3 separate regions of the Sus scrofa genome follow, and regions 1 and 2 are each linked to region 3. Evidence: chromatin contacts called from public HiChIP or PLAC-seq data. All regions are on one chromosome and are shown on one strand. The core of a region is the stretch at or near the end of the contact, and the rest is flanking DNA. Distances in the headings are between cores, read along the strand shown.

The links. HiChIP or PLAC-seq counts read pairs in DNA pulled down with a chosen protein or histone mark.
Region 1: an H3K27ac HiChIP or PLAC-seq map of alveolar macrophages shows a contact between it and region 3, with 5 times the contacts expected there. The contact joins two enhancer-like sites. A contact is called at or near these places in 2 of 2 datasets of contacts at active chromatin or transcription factors (alveolar macrophages and skeletal muscle).
Region 2: a contact with region 3 is called in an H3K27ac HiChIP or PLAC-seq map of alveolar macrophages. The contact joins two enhancer-like sites. A contact is called at or near these places in 1 of 47 Hi-C or Micro-C datasets (skeletal muscle) and 2 of 2 datasets of contacts at active chromatin or transcription factors (alveolar macrophages and skeletal muscle).

The regions. Positions count from the first base shown.
Region 1 is chr9:134,932,372-134,935,380 of Sscrofa11.1, reverse strand. CD34 (CD34 molecule) reads right to left here. Exons shown (of 8, transcript NM_214086.1): 5 at 504-654; 6 at 205-257. Among named protein-coding and RNA genes, the nearest start is that of CD34, 21 kb to the right of the region's middle. Within about 2 kb of position 1,465, at least 21 of the 83 cell types and tissues checked have an H3K27ac peak or open chromatin away from gene starts, as enhancers often do. A contact at or near this core is called in alveolar macrophages and skeletal muscle, where this site is marked.
Region 2 is chr9:134,982,622-134,985,511 of Sscrofa11.1, reverse strand. It overlaps LOC110255544 (a long non-coding RNA gene), which reads right to left. Exons shown (of 2, transcript XR_002336086.1): 2 at 2,583-2,890. Among named protein-coding and RNA genes, the nearest start is that of MIR29B-2, 35 kb to the left of the region's middle. Within about 2 kb of position 1,316, at least 2 of the 83 cell types and tissues checked have an H3K27ac peak or open chromatin away from gene starts, as enhancers often do. A contact at or near this core is called in alveolar macrophages, where this site is marked.
Region 3 is chr9:134,607,353-134,610,498 of Sscrofa11.1, reverse strand. It overlaps PLXNA2 (plexin-A2), which reads right to left. Exons shown (of 35, transcript XM_021063894.1): 2 at 1-69. Among named protein-coding and RNA genes, the nearest start is that of PLXNA2, 24 kb to the right of the region's middle. Within about 2 kb of position 1,743, at least 52 of the 83 cell types and tissues checked have an H3K27ac peak or open chromatin away from gene starts, as enhancers often do. A contact at or near this core is called in alveolar macrophages and skeletal muscle, where this site is marked.

The DNA.
Region 1 (3,009 bases), core at 216-2,715, 330 kb before region 3:
CAGGACTTAAGACTGACATCTCTTAATTAAGCTGCACTGTAAAATTGTGTTTCAAACATAGAAGGGCCAGGGCTGTTGGAGAAGGGTGAAGAGGGAGGAAGGGCAGGTCTGGAGAAGAGAATTACTCTCTCCGCTCCTCCAGTGAACTCCCCTAACCCAGGGGAGTTCAGTTTCCACTGAGGCCCCTCATCTCAGAGAACTTACCTCTCTCAGTTCAGACTGGTGCTTTTCCAGAAGCAGGAACTTGCTGCTAAGTTCTAGAATTAGAAACAGGAGTTGCTGAATCTAGAGGATGGAATAGCTCATCCCGCTCGACTCCCCTACGCTGTTCTAGAAGATGCTCTGGTGGCGAGTAGAGCTCACAGGATGGTCTCTCCCAAAGCCAGTACAGTCCTGCTTCCCAGTGCCTGTGCTCCTGGGGCTAAGACGCCCGATTTCTACCCAGCCTCCTCTAACCTCAGCCCCTCTCCCTCCCTAGATCCCCAAACAGAGGTGCCCCATACCTGTTCCGTTGGCCAAGACCAGCAGCAGGCAGTGAGGTTTCACCTCAGATTGGGCAAGGAGCAAGGAGCACACCCCTGGCCCGGCCTCAGCCTGCTCCTGCCCACACAGGATTTGCATCAACTTCTCTCCATTGTCCTTCTTAAACTTCTCCTGGGAAGGCAGAGAAAAAAGACAAGCTGGAGGTAACATTACGAGTTGACCCCGAACCGTGTCTGGGTCTCAGGCAATAGTTCTGACTAATGTCACACTATGACCCTCAAAACAAGAAGAATCTTTTTTTGTTTTTTCCTAAAATTCCTACTGGGGAAAAAAAAAATCCTGGAAACTGTATGTGTGCAAAAACACAATAATGAGAAAAACTCCAAAATCTTCCAGGACCAAAACACCTAAGACTAAGACGTGTCACTGCTAAGTGTCACGAGGTGGCAGATACCAGAGAACAAAGACGGGAAACACCATCTGATCTAAGGACTTCCCATGTGCACCTATGCCCTTCGAAATTAAATTCGAAAGAAGATATTGACAGTGCCACACTAACGAAGAGAAAGAAGATCCTTTGTTTCAAGTGCGCAATATCTCCAACACTGGACGGAAAGCCAAGGGAGGGAGGGTGGAGGGCAAAAGCTATGACACAGACTCCAGGGCCCCGGGTCCCTTCCTCCTGCCTCTCCCAGGGCCTCACACAGAGCACGTCTCCAGGCCAAGCGGGGTTCTCGTCTAATCTCCCACCTTCTGTCTCATTAGAATCACGAAGCCCGGGTTAACATGAGGGCCGTGGTTGAGCTCCAGGTTGCTGACCGGTCCCTAAGGACGCAGGCACTCAGGCTCCGGAGGCACACCGGTAACCCTCCCACAGAGAAAGCGTGAGTTGGGAGCCCTGGCCGGGTGCCCCTGGAGCACCCTGCACTCAGACCTCCCAGGGTTTATTCTGGCAGCCTCCAATGGGTGCGGCCTCCCCTGCACGGGAAAGGAACCGAAACCCAGACCGTCCCCTGTCCAGGATGGCAGATGGCGGAGGAGGAAATGCCTGAACAGCTCTGACCGCTTTCCTGTTGGGGGAAACTGCTGGGGGGCGGGGGGTGTGAGGGGGCATCAGAACCGAGCCTCCATGGAGGAGGAGGCTTCCTGTTTGCGGAGCAGGGCTGCCCCCTGGGGCAAAACCAGCACCCCCCCCCCCAGCTTGGAAAGTAGCCTGGGTATTTTCTAGTGCCATGGCCCCAGGCAGGAAGACCCAGGCTCCTCTGTGCCTGCGCGGGACAAGGTCAAGACTGGCCTCATGTCCCAGCCTTCTGCCAGCTGGAATCGGAGGCTTTGGTGGGGCCAAGAGGGCCGGGCGAGCTAACCTCCAGGTCACAGAGACAAGAGTCCAGAGGTAGCCTCAGAAGGTCCCCAGGGGCCAAGGTTACAGAGCGGTGCAGTCACAGCCTCGGGAAAGGTGAGGTTCTACAGGTGTCCAAGGAAGCCCTTGGAGAGAAGCACCCACGACGGCCTTGGCTGTGGGGAGTCTGGGCGGCGCACTGGATGGGAGCAGCAGGCTCCCTCTCCTTCGGGTCCACTGCCCTCGGGCGAGCTTTCTGTTGCCTCCCGGTAGGCACCATGCCCTCCCCAGCCCTGAGCCTTCCGGCTGAAGAGGAAGCAAAGCCCTGACCAGATGCCTCTGGTTGAAGCGAGTCTTGTCCCTGAGAGGGGCAGAGGAACCGGACTCTTGGACATTGAAACAAGCCGAGCAGAGTGGCTCCTGCTTAGCCTGCTGAGGCCTGGGAAGCTCTTCCTCAACCAGATTCAGCTGTTCCAACAGTCATCAGGAGCTGAATAGGAGACGTGGTGTGAAACCCTCTGGGGGGTGTCGCATGTGCGGTATGAGTGTGTGTTGGGGGGCGTAGCTATGAACACCGCGTGGGCAGAGCTGTCAGTGTGCACGCTCGGCATCGAAGCTAAATGCTGCTTCCTATGTCTCGGGCCCTTCTCTAAGTGTTTTACGCATAACGTTAACTTGTTTACGCCTTGTATGACCCTATTAAGAGACGGGTACTATTTTTTTCTTCTTTGGCTGCCCTGAGGCGTGTGGAGTTTCCAGGCCAGGGATCAGATCCAAGCCACAGTTGTGATCTAACTGCAGCTGTGGCAAAGCCAGATCCTTGAACTCACTGTGCCCAGCCGGGGATTGAACCTGCATCCTGGTGCTGCAGAGACACTGCTCATCCCCTGGCACCATGGCAGGATCTCTGAGATGGCTACTATTATTCTCCCCATTTGATAGATGAAGAAACTGAGGCGCAAAGAGACGAATGGGTGACAGAACTGGTTACATGATAAATGCCATCAGAAAGTTACGCCTCAGCGCTACAGACATTCCGAGGAGGGTGAGTGCACGTCCGGTTTGGGAGATCAGAAACATCTCCTCACATGCCTTGAAGAGTGAGCAGAGGGTGTGCAGGAGCAGCTGGTGGGAAGGGCCTTGGGACTGGCTACCACCACGAGGAAGCCCAGGCACGTGATAGCCTG
Region 2 (2,890 bases), core at 67-2,566, 380 kb before region 3:
TTAAAAAAATGGCAGGAACCCTTCCTTCTGAGTAAACGTCGCTCCTCGGCCAAGACGACAGAGCCATGCGACGCCGTGGAATGACTCCCTCCGCCCGTGGATTGAGAACCCGCTCAGGCCCAAGCTGGAGCCCTGTCAGCTGACCACAAGGACAGGGCCCTCTCCCCCGGCCCGCGGGAGGACTTCGACCTCCTCTCCCACGCCCTTGACCCCCAAGGACCCCAGCTTCGGGAGATGAGGGGTAGGAAGAGTAGCCCCTCCCCCTGGCGCAGCGCCCTTCCCAAGGGACTGGCCCCTCCTGAGGCTGCCCTGAGGCCTCAGCTCTCATCCCCAACAGGCATGGACACTGCTCACCTCGCTGGGAGCCTTCAAACAAGGCGAAGCCCCCAAACCGGGAAGCCCCTTGTCTCTAAGCCGCCCCACCAGCACCCTCCTCGTGAGGAAGGAAGGCCTGAACCAGCCAGAGCCCTCAGCACGCGCCGGGCCTGGTGCTCGCGCACGCCGGAGGCCGGCCTACCATCACCTCCACTTTACGGAGTAGGACCTCGGGGCCCGTGCAGGGGTACACGGCCTGTCCCCGACTCACGAACACCGTGTCGGGCAAGCCAGTGACATCCTCCTCTCAGGAGGCTTCCCCCAAACTCGGTCCTTCCCCGATAAACTGCTACTCCCTGTTTTCGCACTTGACAATCGCAGGTACAAAATTGGGACTAACTGCATGTCCTGAAAAGAAAAAAAAAAGGGTTGGCGTTTCCACTGTGGCTCATCAGGTTAAGAACCCGACACAGTGTCTGTGCGGACACGGCTTCCATCCCTGGCCTCGCTCCGTGGATTACAGATCCGGCGTTGCCGTGAGCCGTGGTGCAGGTCGCAGATGTGGCTTGGATCTGGCGTTGCTGTGGTTGTGGTGTAGGCCTCAGCTGCAGCTTCAATTCAGCCCCTGGCCTGGGAACTTCTATGTGCCAAGGATTCGGCCCTAAAAGGCCTGTGCACGTGTACCTTTTTAAGTAAGTTTTTACTATTGACCCACGTGAGTGAGGTGTGTAGAGAACGCCTTCCAGTGCACAAAGACGTTTTATGACGCAGTACCCCCCTTCATCTCCCCTCAAAGGCTAGGCAACACACAGATGAGCCAAGGAGAAAAGCCGGAGGCATCAGCCGAGACAGTGAGGGAGCAGCAGCGCACAGATGGGCCCCGGGTCTTCCCAGCGTGAGGCCCCAAGTTCTGGGTGCCACCGCCTGAGAGGCTCAGCCTCGGGCCTGACAGCAGGGCGTGACTCAGCAAGACTGGGTTTACTGGCTGTGTGACCCAGGGCAAGCTACTTAACCTCCTCTTGCTCAGCCTCTTCCTCCACAAAACAGCGCTAATGACCACGGTGACATGAAGTCACCCCGAGGATGAGATGAAATAATCTAGGCAAAGCCATCAGTGCACCGGCCAACACACAGGCGGCGCTGGGGACATGGCGGGACTGTCACTACACCTCACCGCCCAAGGCAGGCCTGTGTGTCCCCTTGACGTCCTTGTGCCTGTTACCATGGAGACCAGGTACAACAGTGTAGGCAGCAGGTGCTTATTCATGCAGGTTGGCTACGCACAACTTCCTCAGACCAGCCACGCACGTCACGAGCAGCTGTGGCCCAGATACAAGGGTGCGGGCGCTGAGGACAAGCCAGGGTTCTCAGTGGCCAGGAACCGTGCCTCCCACTGGCCGGGCTACGACCTGGCCCCACCGGAGCGCTGCACAGCATCTGCCCGATGGACGCGGCCCGGGACCAGGGGGCAGGCAGATGGGGGTTCCCTCCACAGGACCAAACGGCCAGTCTGGTCCAGGCCCCGCATGCACTCTGCCTTCTCCTGGACGAATCCTCAGCACTGCCTCCGAACCACCCTCCTGGGCTCCAGGTCCTGCTTCAGGGCTTGGGAATACACCTGTCCTTGGTGACAAGAGCAAAGACAAGCACATGGCCTACTTCCACCAACCTGTTTCTCACTTCAAGATTAAAATAATAAACACAGACATCCAGAGGCTAGAGAGCGTGGGGCACTGGAGCCGGGGTTGAGCCTGGCAACCTACACAAGGTGTGTCAGGGCGAGGGGGCCGCAGACAGACAAGCACCGGGGCTGGAATAGGCAGGGCTCGACGGGGAAGGTCACAAGGGCTGGCCTGGTTCCTCGTGGCACTGGGCCGGGGGTGGGGGGTGGGGGGGCAAATAGCACACTGCCTTCCCACACGACTTGTGACTCTCAGCCCTGTGTTCCCAGCACTTCCTAGCTGGTCGCCCTGCTAGCTCCAGGCTCTCTCTCTTCTCCAATCTAGCCTAGATTCTTCCACCAGAATGTCCCCTAAAATCCTGGACCTGCCCGACCCTTCTCTGCTCCCCATGCTCCCCAGCGCCTCGCCTGGGCTCTCGCCTAGCATTCCAGGCCCCCTGGCTTCTGGTCCTGCCCCCCCACCCACTCACACAGTCCTCACACCTCTCACCCCGATCCTGCTCACCACCCTCGTTCCCTCCCTCCGTCCGCTGCCACTGATGCTGAGTCTGCCCCTCCCAAATCCAGAGGTTTGGTTTTTTGTGGGTTTTTTTTTTTTTTTTTTTTTTTTTTTTTTGGCCACACCTGTGGCATGTGAAAGTTCCCAGAGTGGTCACTGTTCTCATAACGTGTATTTGCGGCATGCCTACCGTGTGCCAGGCACCGGGCTAGGTGCTGAGACTATAGGGACACGTGGGATGTGTCCTGCCCACGGCGAGCTCGTGGTCACAGGGCCAAGCAGACAGGCCCACCGCCACTACACAAATGCATCCAGCCATCCAGCATGAACAGACAGAGCACTTACTCTGAGCCAGATACTATTTTAAGCACTTTACAGGCTCATTTAATCCTTTC
Region 3 (3,146 bases), core at 494-2,993:
CCGAGGACCGGGAGACAGAGCCTCCGAGCTCGGCGAACTCCACCTTCGCCGCTTGGCCCTCACATGGTTCTGGAAAACACAAGGCAGAGCGGGTCAGATGGAAGAGAAATCCCCCAGGAGGGAATCGGATTGCTCGACCCAGGTCCCGTCCTGGCCAGCTCTGTCTCTCCTTTCTGCATTTCGGTTTTTCTATTTTTAGCATATTTTCTCCCCCTTGGGAACATTCAGGGAATCCTATTATCTATTTTGGTCTCTAGCCTTTATGCTGTAAAATGCTGGGTTTTTTTTTTTTTTAAACTTTACAAAGCGTCTCTATTTCTGCCCTCTTTAGACATCGTTTTCATCTCTCAGCGAGGCTGAAAGACTGAGCTCCCCCTGTCAGCTGATCTCAGTGTTGGGACAGCAGCCCGCCTTCCCCAGCCAGTCACCTGGCCTGTCCTCTCCCCGTCCGGGGGGAAGCTCCCTTGTCCTGTAAAAGCTGGCTGGGACGGCCCTCTCCCAGGCCCTCCTGGCCAGCTATTCCGAGTCTGCCATTGCAAAAACTTCCTTTTTATTTCCGACTTCCACCCCTCACCCTGCGGACTCTTTACTCTTTCATGCTCTGTCCCACAGGAAAGGGGACAGCTGGTCACCCTGAGTAACTCTCACTGACCCTCAGCCTCGTCCTCTCTTGAAGGAAGACTCCCTGATTGTTAGCTGTTGGAACTTGTTTGGGTGGAGAGCTACACGAAGGCCGAAGGACTGGGACCCCCACAGGTGCTATTCAGCAGCCAGAAGGGTCCCCAGGAGATGGGCAGGCACCCAGCCCCCTTGGAGGCAGGAGGACGCCAGCCACCGCCTCCCTGCGAGCGGGCTGCCAGGTCCTGGGGAAGCTGCTTCCACGTCATCTCTGCAGGTGGAGCGTGGGGGGAGCGGCCTCCTTGCTCACGGGGACTGGCTAGCTGAGGCCAGCTTCAGCCATCTGGGCAAAGGTTCTGGGTTTGGGAAATGTGGGCAGAAGCAAAGAGAGGCAAGTTGAAGTTAAGCCTCACTGAAGCCCCTGCAGGGACCTGTGACTGCGTAGGGCTCCATGTGGTGGATGTTGGGCTGCCTGCCCTGCCTGGTCAGCCCCCCCAAATTTCTTTGCTTCCCCCCTGCCCTCCCAACCCCCAGGCTCTATAGTTGTTCCTCCCTGTTCCAAGGAAGCTGCTCAGAGGGGCAAGGCAGGGCTCCTGAGAGAGCTTCTAGACTCCTGGGCAGCGGGTGGACAGTGGAGCCTGGCATCACTCTGCCAGCGTTGCTGCTGGCTCTTGCGGAGAGGGAGGGACAGTGGTGGCAGCGGCAGCAGGAGGCAGCGAGCTGTCTAGCAGAGAAATCTTTTCTCCAGCTGGACAGATTGTCCTGCAACCTCCTCAGACAAGTCCAGACAGAACTCTGGGTGGGGAGGCAGCAGGAGGGGAAGCGCCCAAGCCAAGGACGAAGGATTTGCTCCACGGCGCCTCGGGAGTGTCCTGTGCCTCTTGGCCCCCAGTGTGACGACACCACGCTGGAACTAGAACCGATGCCACCTGGGGAATCCACATGGTTTCTGCTCTGCAGCTTCAGAAACACCCCCTCGAACACCTCCTCGGCTGTGCATCCACACCTGCCAGCCTCCACGGGGCCAGCGGTCTCCCCCGCTCCCCACTGCTCTCCTCCAGCTGGGCTCCAGCAGGGCGCTCTGGGCTGACTCATCAGGCCCCGGGCTTCCTTGGAAAGAGGAAGGCAACGGCGCACGAGGCCCAGGCTGACCTCAGAGGCTCTGACACAGCCCTTCCGGCCCCACAGACTCCCCAGCAAAGCCTCCCCACAGACAGAGCTTTCGGTTTGAAAATCAGAGGTTATTTTTAGCTACGTCCTGGGGCCGGTAGCAGGACGTGAATTCCTCAAGAGGAGCTGCGGAAAGGACAGAGCAGCAAGCTCGAATTCCTCAGCCGGCTAGGGACCCGCAGGAGGCCCTGCTGGCTTGTCTCCGGGTGGCAAAGCTCCCTTGCCTCCAGGTGGAGAGAGCTGTGTGTCCCCGAAGGAAGGGCCGTGAGGATCAAGCTGCACCAGGGGTCTTGCCTTTGGGACAGTGCTCACTGAGACATGCAGGCTTTGAGTTTGTGGGCAGTGCCCCCCTGCCTCCCCCCCAGCGTACGTGCGCAGAGAGGCTTAGCCCTTGAGTGGAAGAAGGTTCCGGCAGCAGAGGTAACACCAAAGGGCAGGGCGCGAGGTTAACCATTTCGCCTCCCTGCCCAGGCCTCCAGAGACACAGTAGAATCGAATCGGGGAGGAAATTTGGGACCAAGGCCAAGGTGAGGTCCTTTCCGGTAGAACGGGGTAATTACAGGACCGATCTCTCGGGTTGTCATCAGAATAAATGAGCAAATGCAGCGAAACGTCTTAGCCTGGGAACTGGCGCTCAGTGAGTGCTCGACTTGTGCTGGCTGTTATTATTATCACTGCAGCCTCCCCAGGAGACTGCACGGCAGGAATCCCGCCAGAGCTCCTGACTTCTCTTTCTACTCATGTTCTTTCTTTCCATGGGAATGAACGCAGTGGGCAGACCTCTGATTCCCAGCCCTCCCTTGCCCAACGAAGGGGCTCAAGCGGGGAAGCATGCGTTGGAGGAAAGGGAAGAGAGCCAGGGTGAGCGTTTCCAGCATACTACTGCACACGTCCCAACACAGCCTCTCTGCAGCCTGTAGGGATGCTGAGGGTTGAAGTATGAATGGGGAAGTTGGCCTGGTGGCTAGAAGACATGGATTCATGGGGCAGGAGGAAGAGTGGGGGACCCAGAGAGCCCTAGATTCAAGTCCTGCCTGTGTCACCCCTGAGTTGTATGTCTTTAGACTGGTCCAGCATCAACTTGAGCCTCTTTCCTGATCTTAAAATAAAGGGTGTTAGGATGAAGCAGTTTCTAAGACTTCTTCATTCAGACAAAATGATACCTCAAGACTTGCTTCCTTCAGCTTCTAGAACCTATGATGGCAAGAACTGCTGAGGTCCTTCCATCCTGCCTGGTAAGGCCAGTTAAGTCAGTTCTCAACAAATCACTAGTCGAACTGTTATCCTCTTACCCCTCAACCAGCACCTAATCTGGGACAGACTGCTTCTAGTGCCCAGCCAAGCGAGTTCATTCCGTG